Linked DNA regions of Mus musculus: region 2 is linked to region 1. Evidence: chromatin contacts called from public HiChIP or PLAC-seq data. All regions are on one chromosome and are shown on one strand. The core of a region is the stretch at or near the end of the contact, and the rest is flanking DNA. Distances in the headings are between cores, read along the strand shown.

The links. HiChIP or PLAC-seq counts read pairs in DNA pulled down with a chosen protein or histone mark.
Region 2: a contact with region 1 is called in an H3K27ac HiChIP or PLAC-seq map of embryonic stem cells, with 14 read pairs. The contact joins the promoter of Tafa4 here to the enhancer-like site in region 1. A contact is called at or near these places in 17 of 39 promoter capture datasets (the 3T3-L1 cell line, 3T3-L1-derived adipocytes, the HPC-7 cell line and 10 more), 12 of 484 Hi-C or Micro-C datasets (embryonic stem cells and nephron progenitors), 6 of 115 datasets of contacts at active chromatin or transcription factors (embryonic stem cells and epiblast stem cells) and 2 of 9 other capture datasets (adipose tissue and pancreatic islet).

What each region holds. Positions count from the first base shown.
Region 1 is chr6:97,101,115-97,103,814 of GRCm38.p6, reverse strand. No RefSeq gene overlaps it. Among named protein-coding and RNA genes, the nearest start is that of Tafa4, 42 kb to the right of the region's middle. Within about 2 kb of position 1,309, at least 27 of the 459 cell types and tissues checked have an H3K27ac peak or open chromatin away from gene starts, as enhancers often do. A contact at or near this core is called in embryonic stem cells, epiblast stem cells and stem cell-derived epiblast-like cells, where this site is marked.
Region 2 is chr6:97,058,987-97,061,686 of GRCm38.p6, reverse strand. Tafa4 (TAFA chemokine like family member 4) reads left to right here and starts at 1,276. Exons shown (of 6, transcript NM_177233.5): 1 at 1,276-1,556.

The sequences.
Region 1 (2,700 bases), core at 60-2,559:
CTTCTCAGCACCTGTGACGTACTAGTCGTATGCTGAATTGTAAATGGGAAGACGTACTATACACTGCACTTCAAGTGATCAGTTTTTTTAAGGTACATGAATATGGTGAGGTGAGAATCCTCTTGGACAAGTGACACGACCTCCTTCTGGGGAAGAGGACAGTAGGCAGTGTCTTTGGTGTGCAGTTCCTCCAGTCAGTTGTACCTTAGTATATGCATATACATATTTGTATGTGTATGTGTGTGTATGTGTATGTGTGTGTGGGGGGGTGTGCACATGTGTGTGGAAGCCAGAGAGCACGTCAGATGTTCTTCCCCCGCTATTCCCCACCCCCTTTGAGACAAGGTATCTCATTGAACCTGGAGTGCATCCGTTAGGCGAGGCTGGGTGCTCAGTGAGCTCTGGGCATCTCCTTGTTTCTATCTTTCCAGTGCAGGGATTACAAGTGCAAGGCCAAGTGTGTTCAGTTTTTCTGTGGAGTCCTAGGATCAAATGCAGGTCTTCATGCTTGCAAGGCAAATGTTTTACTGACTGAGCGGTCACGCAGCCCTCTGCTGCATGTTGCTGGTTGAACTAACTCAGGTGTGTTAGCTGGTCCCTGTTAATGAGTGCGGATAAATAGACGGGCCAAGACCTGGTTGATATGGAGACTATAGGATGTACTGTGTGGCTTCTGCTGGGTGTGTTTTTCACTTGACAAAGAGATTGCCAAAGTCCTTCTGCGAAGTCTATGCACCCTTCTTGTATGAGGTCAATTATAAGCCACTTGTCAAGTATCCTCTAGACCATTTGTATGTTCAGGTTATGAACTGAGGAGTCCAAATAAACAAACAAACAACCACCACTAACAGCACTGATAGCAGCATCACCAGCCCTGGAGTGTTATTGCCAAACCACACTCACTGAAACCAAGGGTGCGGGACCTGGGCTGTCTCCTCCACTTTTAGTGTCATCCTGATTGATATAGCCGCAGTGACATCAGCTGATTCTATCACAGGACCAGTATGGGCAAAAGGAAATTGTAGCATATTGAGAAATCTGCAAACTAAATTGCTAGGGCGCTAAAAAGAATTTGAATCGTGCACAGTTTTGGGCAGAGATCTAAGCTGTGTGCAGCGTTAGCCAGAGAAATTAGGCCGGTTTGATGAATGTCCACTGGAAGACAATTGGCTCATAGGAGATGAAGTTAAAGGTGACTCTTGCAAGTCCCAGAAGCAAACCCAAAGTTAAAGTGGTATAGACATGTAAATAAGGCAGATGACAGACCAGAATGAGAGCGGACAAGGGCTGCATTGAACAGACCCAAGGCAAGGCAGCCAAAGGCCAGCATTAGCATTTGAAAGGCAGCCGAGGAGGGAAAGGGAAGACCAGACAGAAGTCCCAGCTCCACCCCTGAAAACCCGCAGACTGGTGAGGCAGGTGGGAAGTGACTGAAAGCGGAAAGCCAGTTCTAATTCACAGTTAGAGCACTTCCACAATGATAGAAAAATGTAAATGTCCTGGGAAAATATCTTCGTCTACGTATCATTTTTCAAAACTCCAGGTAATATTCTACAGCATTCAGGGAGGGAATTGACTCAAGACGCTTCAAGAGAGAGGTGTTTATGGATGGGCTCCTGGGGGCAGGGTGGAGGGGGTCCTCCTCCGGTTTATGAGGATGTCATGACATCTGCTTTCCTGTAAGACTAGAAGACTCGATGATGGAGCGCCTCTGATCTTTGCTCTGTCCTGTCGGGCTTCTCTATGCAAATCAATTCCGGGCAGGAGTCACTTTGTAACCCTATCATATTTACCGTTTACTTGATACTCTGGTCCAGGATTGCCTTGTTTTTGCAATTCAAATAACAGAGTATGGGAAAGAAAAGTTTTATAGTGGATGCTTTTTGGTGCAAATAATAAATCCAGAGAGCAAAGGAATAAGATAACACCTAGGAAGAGGTTCCCACCCTCCACAGCTGTGAAAGAGACAGTATCTGCCCCTCTCTCCTCCTGCTGCTACCCACGTTGGTGCAACCGGAACTAAACAAACCCTCTCACCAGGGGATCCTGCAAAAGGGTACTGACGGTGGAAAGTGGCCGGGAGACAGGAAACGGGAGCAAAACAGCTAGCTGCCTTTTGAGCATGGTCCGAGGTAGACTCCATAAGCATCGGCTCTTAAGGCTTTTATGTCTCTGCCCAGTGTCAGAGGTAGATTCCATTCTTTTGAGCAGGAAGAAATCGATTTCCCTTAATGGACCTCAAGAGACCCGCGATATCCATCCTCAGTGGGCCCCAAAACTACTGTATAATGTCCCATTCAAGAGATTCCCCCAAAGTAATTTAGGAGATGTGCTGTTGGGATTAGAAACATTTCCACCACAAAAATCCAGAGATCAAATTCCAAAGCTGCTCACCAGAAGGGATTAATGTCTGGACTGGAGTTACAGGGACAGCCTTAAATACAGAGTCCGGGCAGCTGTGCTCATTTAAGAGAGGAGATATAGGAGCTCAGAGCTCCAGGCTGGGATTCATGGCCACTAGCCAGGACAGAACCAGGACGTTTCACAATTATGGCCAGAGTCACTACACCCAATGTCTATCATGTCTTCATCATAACCTCAGTGGCTCCTGGTTTTACTTTATTGTATTATAATTTTATCCACAGCTTCACCAGAGTCACATGTCAGAAGGAAAGAGAAAAGGGGGGGGGGAGTTTCATG
Region 2 (2,700 bases), core at 27-2,526, 42 kb after region 1:
ATAACAAAAGAGCCAGGGATTGTCACTGTTTTGCAATCAGGGAAATAATGTGGTGTGGCTTGTGTGTGTGGCAGGAGGCGTGGGAAACAAGGGCAGTGGCCTGGATGAGACCAAGCAGCAGGGAGAGAAAGTGGATATATGTGGATGCGTCTGCGGTAGATGGCTCATCATTTTAATTCAATGAAAAATAAAAGGACTGGGGGTGGGGTGGGGGGAGCTGTTAGCCAGTGGCAGAGGACAGCACGGTGACAGAGAATGGTGGTTTTCAAACTGCATGCATATAACAACCACATGGGGACTTTGAGTTTAAATGAAAATTCTGGTTCTAGGGTGGAGCCTGAAAGTCCAAAATTCTAGCCTGGTCTCAGAGAGAAGGCACGTGCTTGCTAACCGGGGTCAAATATAAGCGGTACTACTACTAATTAACTCCACAATTGTGAGCAAATTATTTAGCCTCTCTGAGCCTTAGTTTTCTCATCTATACAATGGCGGTCAGATGAGAGAAGATACTGTTTAAATGCCGCTGATTGTTGGTTACTTCTGTGAGGGAAGAGGGAAAAGCGATTGGATGGGGCTGGAAACAAGGTAGAGGTAAGGCATCAAAGAACTGGATTTTAGAGACAGGATTCAGGCTAACGGTAAACGCGCTATGTCGTCTAGATGACCTTGAACTTCTGATCCTCCTGCTAGGGTCACAGACTGCATCACTGCATCTAGTTTTATGTAGTGCTAGTGCTGGTCTCTGGCATGCTTAGGCAATGAGTCCCATTAAAACAGGTTTGTTTGTTTGTTTGTTTGTTTTTGTTTTAGAAAATCATTTAGCTATTAACCTGTGTGTCAAGTTTTCTCTTTTTCTCACGCAAAGACATTACGCATGCAGCCAGACTGCTTTTGCACACGTTAGAAGATGCCTGCTTGCAGTCTGTAGTGGGACCTCTGTGGAGGAAATGGTTTCAACTGGGAGCGGAACCCCAAATTCTCCTACCGTTTGCAGGGCTTAACTTGGCTCTCAGGTGTTCAGAAGAATCAACACCTTTCCTCCAGCACCTGCGGAGTAGTGGCCACAGCGAGGCGCTCGCTTAGGAGAGGCGCACACAGCAGTACGGTAGGGAGGTGAGGGAAGAGGGGTGGAGGGGGGGTGGGGCTCAGAGGACAGGCCCACGTGGACTGCGGGGTTTGACAAGGGCGCCAGCAATCGGGCAGTCTGGCCAATCAGCGCTGTCAGCGGCCAGCCGGGCTCCTCCTGGTCAGCTAGCTCTGGGCTGGTTTCTGCACTGCTAGCCTGGAGCCACCCTGGACGGGGCGCACTTGCTGGGCGCGCAGGGCTGTCTGCACCCTCTGGGATCTGGCTGGGACAATGTTTCTTCTTTAAGACACGGCGCTTCCCACGGTAGCTTTGGCTTCTCTTTGCAGCAGCACCGGAACTTTCCCCACTTTCGGCCGTACTAAGAGGGTGATGGGCGCAAGTCGCCAGCTGAGCATCCTTTGGTTTCAGTGCTGTGATCGGCGCTTCACTCTGGACTCCCGGATCTGACTCGGCTGCTCTTTCTAGTCTAGTAAGAATGGGCTCTGGGGTAGAGCTGGCGGGAGAAGGGGTTAGAGCAGCCTTGAACCTTATGCTTAAGCATGGTCTCCGCGAGAAGAGTGGCCTTTGGGGCTAATTTCAGTTTCACTAGTCTCGGTGTAGCTAGCCCTAGTCACTCCAGCATTTAGCAGGGAGCAGGGGGAAGTACTTGAATCAGCCGCGTGCATCCTAAAGTTAGAAGAGACACTGAGAAGGATACGACGTGCAGCTAGGGGTTATGAGTAGGGACGGCGGGCAGCAGCCACTTCCAATTTGGGAGTTCAGACTCTGGAGCCCTACTGGTGCTGAGGCAGCCACTTGATGAACTGGGGTGAGCAGTCTCAGGGCGAACACCCCAAGAGCTGGAGCTTCTGTCTGGCCACTGAGGTCTCATCCTTTTGCATCCGAGCAGGGGTCCTTACAAGTATCAGCAGGAGGAAGTAGGTGGGCTGGTTCCTGGACCTCCGACAGCTTGGGCTGACTGGGAGCGCAGGTGGTTAACAGGGAAGGGTCTTAGAGTTCTGGTGAGGCATCTCGGCTTTGTCCACCAAAGCTGCAAGCGCCTCAAAATTTATTTCCCTCTTGCTTCAGTTACATGGCCACTTGTCTCGCACCGCACCGCAGGGCGTCTTTAACCCAAGCTTGTCCTTGGAGAATTGGAAATAGAAAGCTTTATAGCCTGCACCTGGGAAGGCAGCCCAAGCCACAAGCTTCTTGCTAGTGTGTTAGTGTGTTTTTTCCCTTGAACGCTGAGTTATGAATCAGCCAGAAATATGCATATGTACAAGTTCACAGACTCTTGGAGTAGCAGCCATGTGCCAACCCCCACCGGGACTGAAGTATCCCTTTTGGTGAAGCGTACTGATCCCAGAACTCTTTTTGCTTTTAACTTTTTAATGCCCTTCCCTCCGAGAAGAGCAAAGTTAATAAGATGTGACAGGCAAAAATCCCTGCTTGGAGGCGGCCTCAGTGGGAGAGGGGGTATTTCCATTGAGTCCTTAGTCTGATATTTCCTGTAATCCTTGATACGGGGATAGCCCATCTGCTGACTCAGGCAACCAAACCTGTGCACATCAGTGACTAAGCTTCGTCAAAACATCTTTGCTACAAGCAAGCAAACAACAAACCAGCAACAA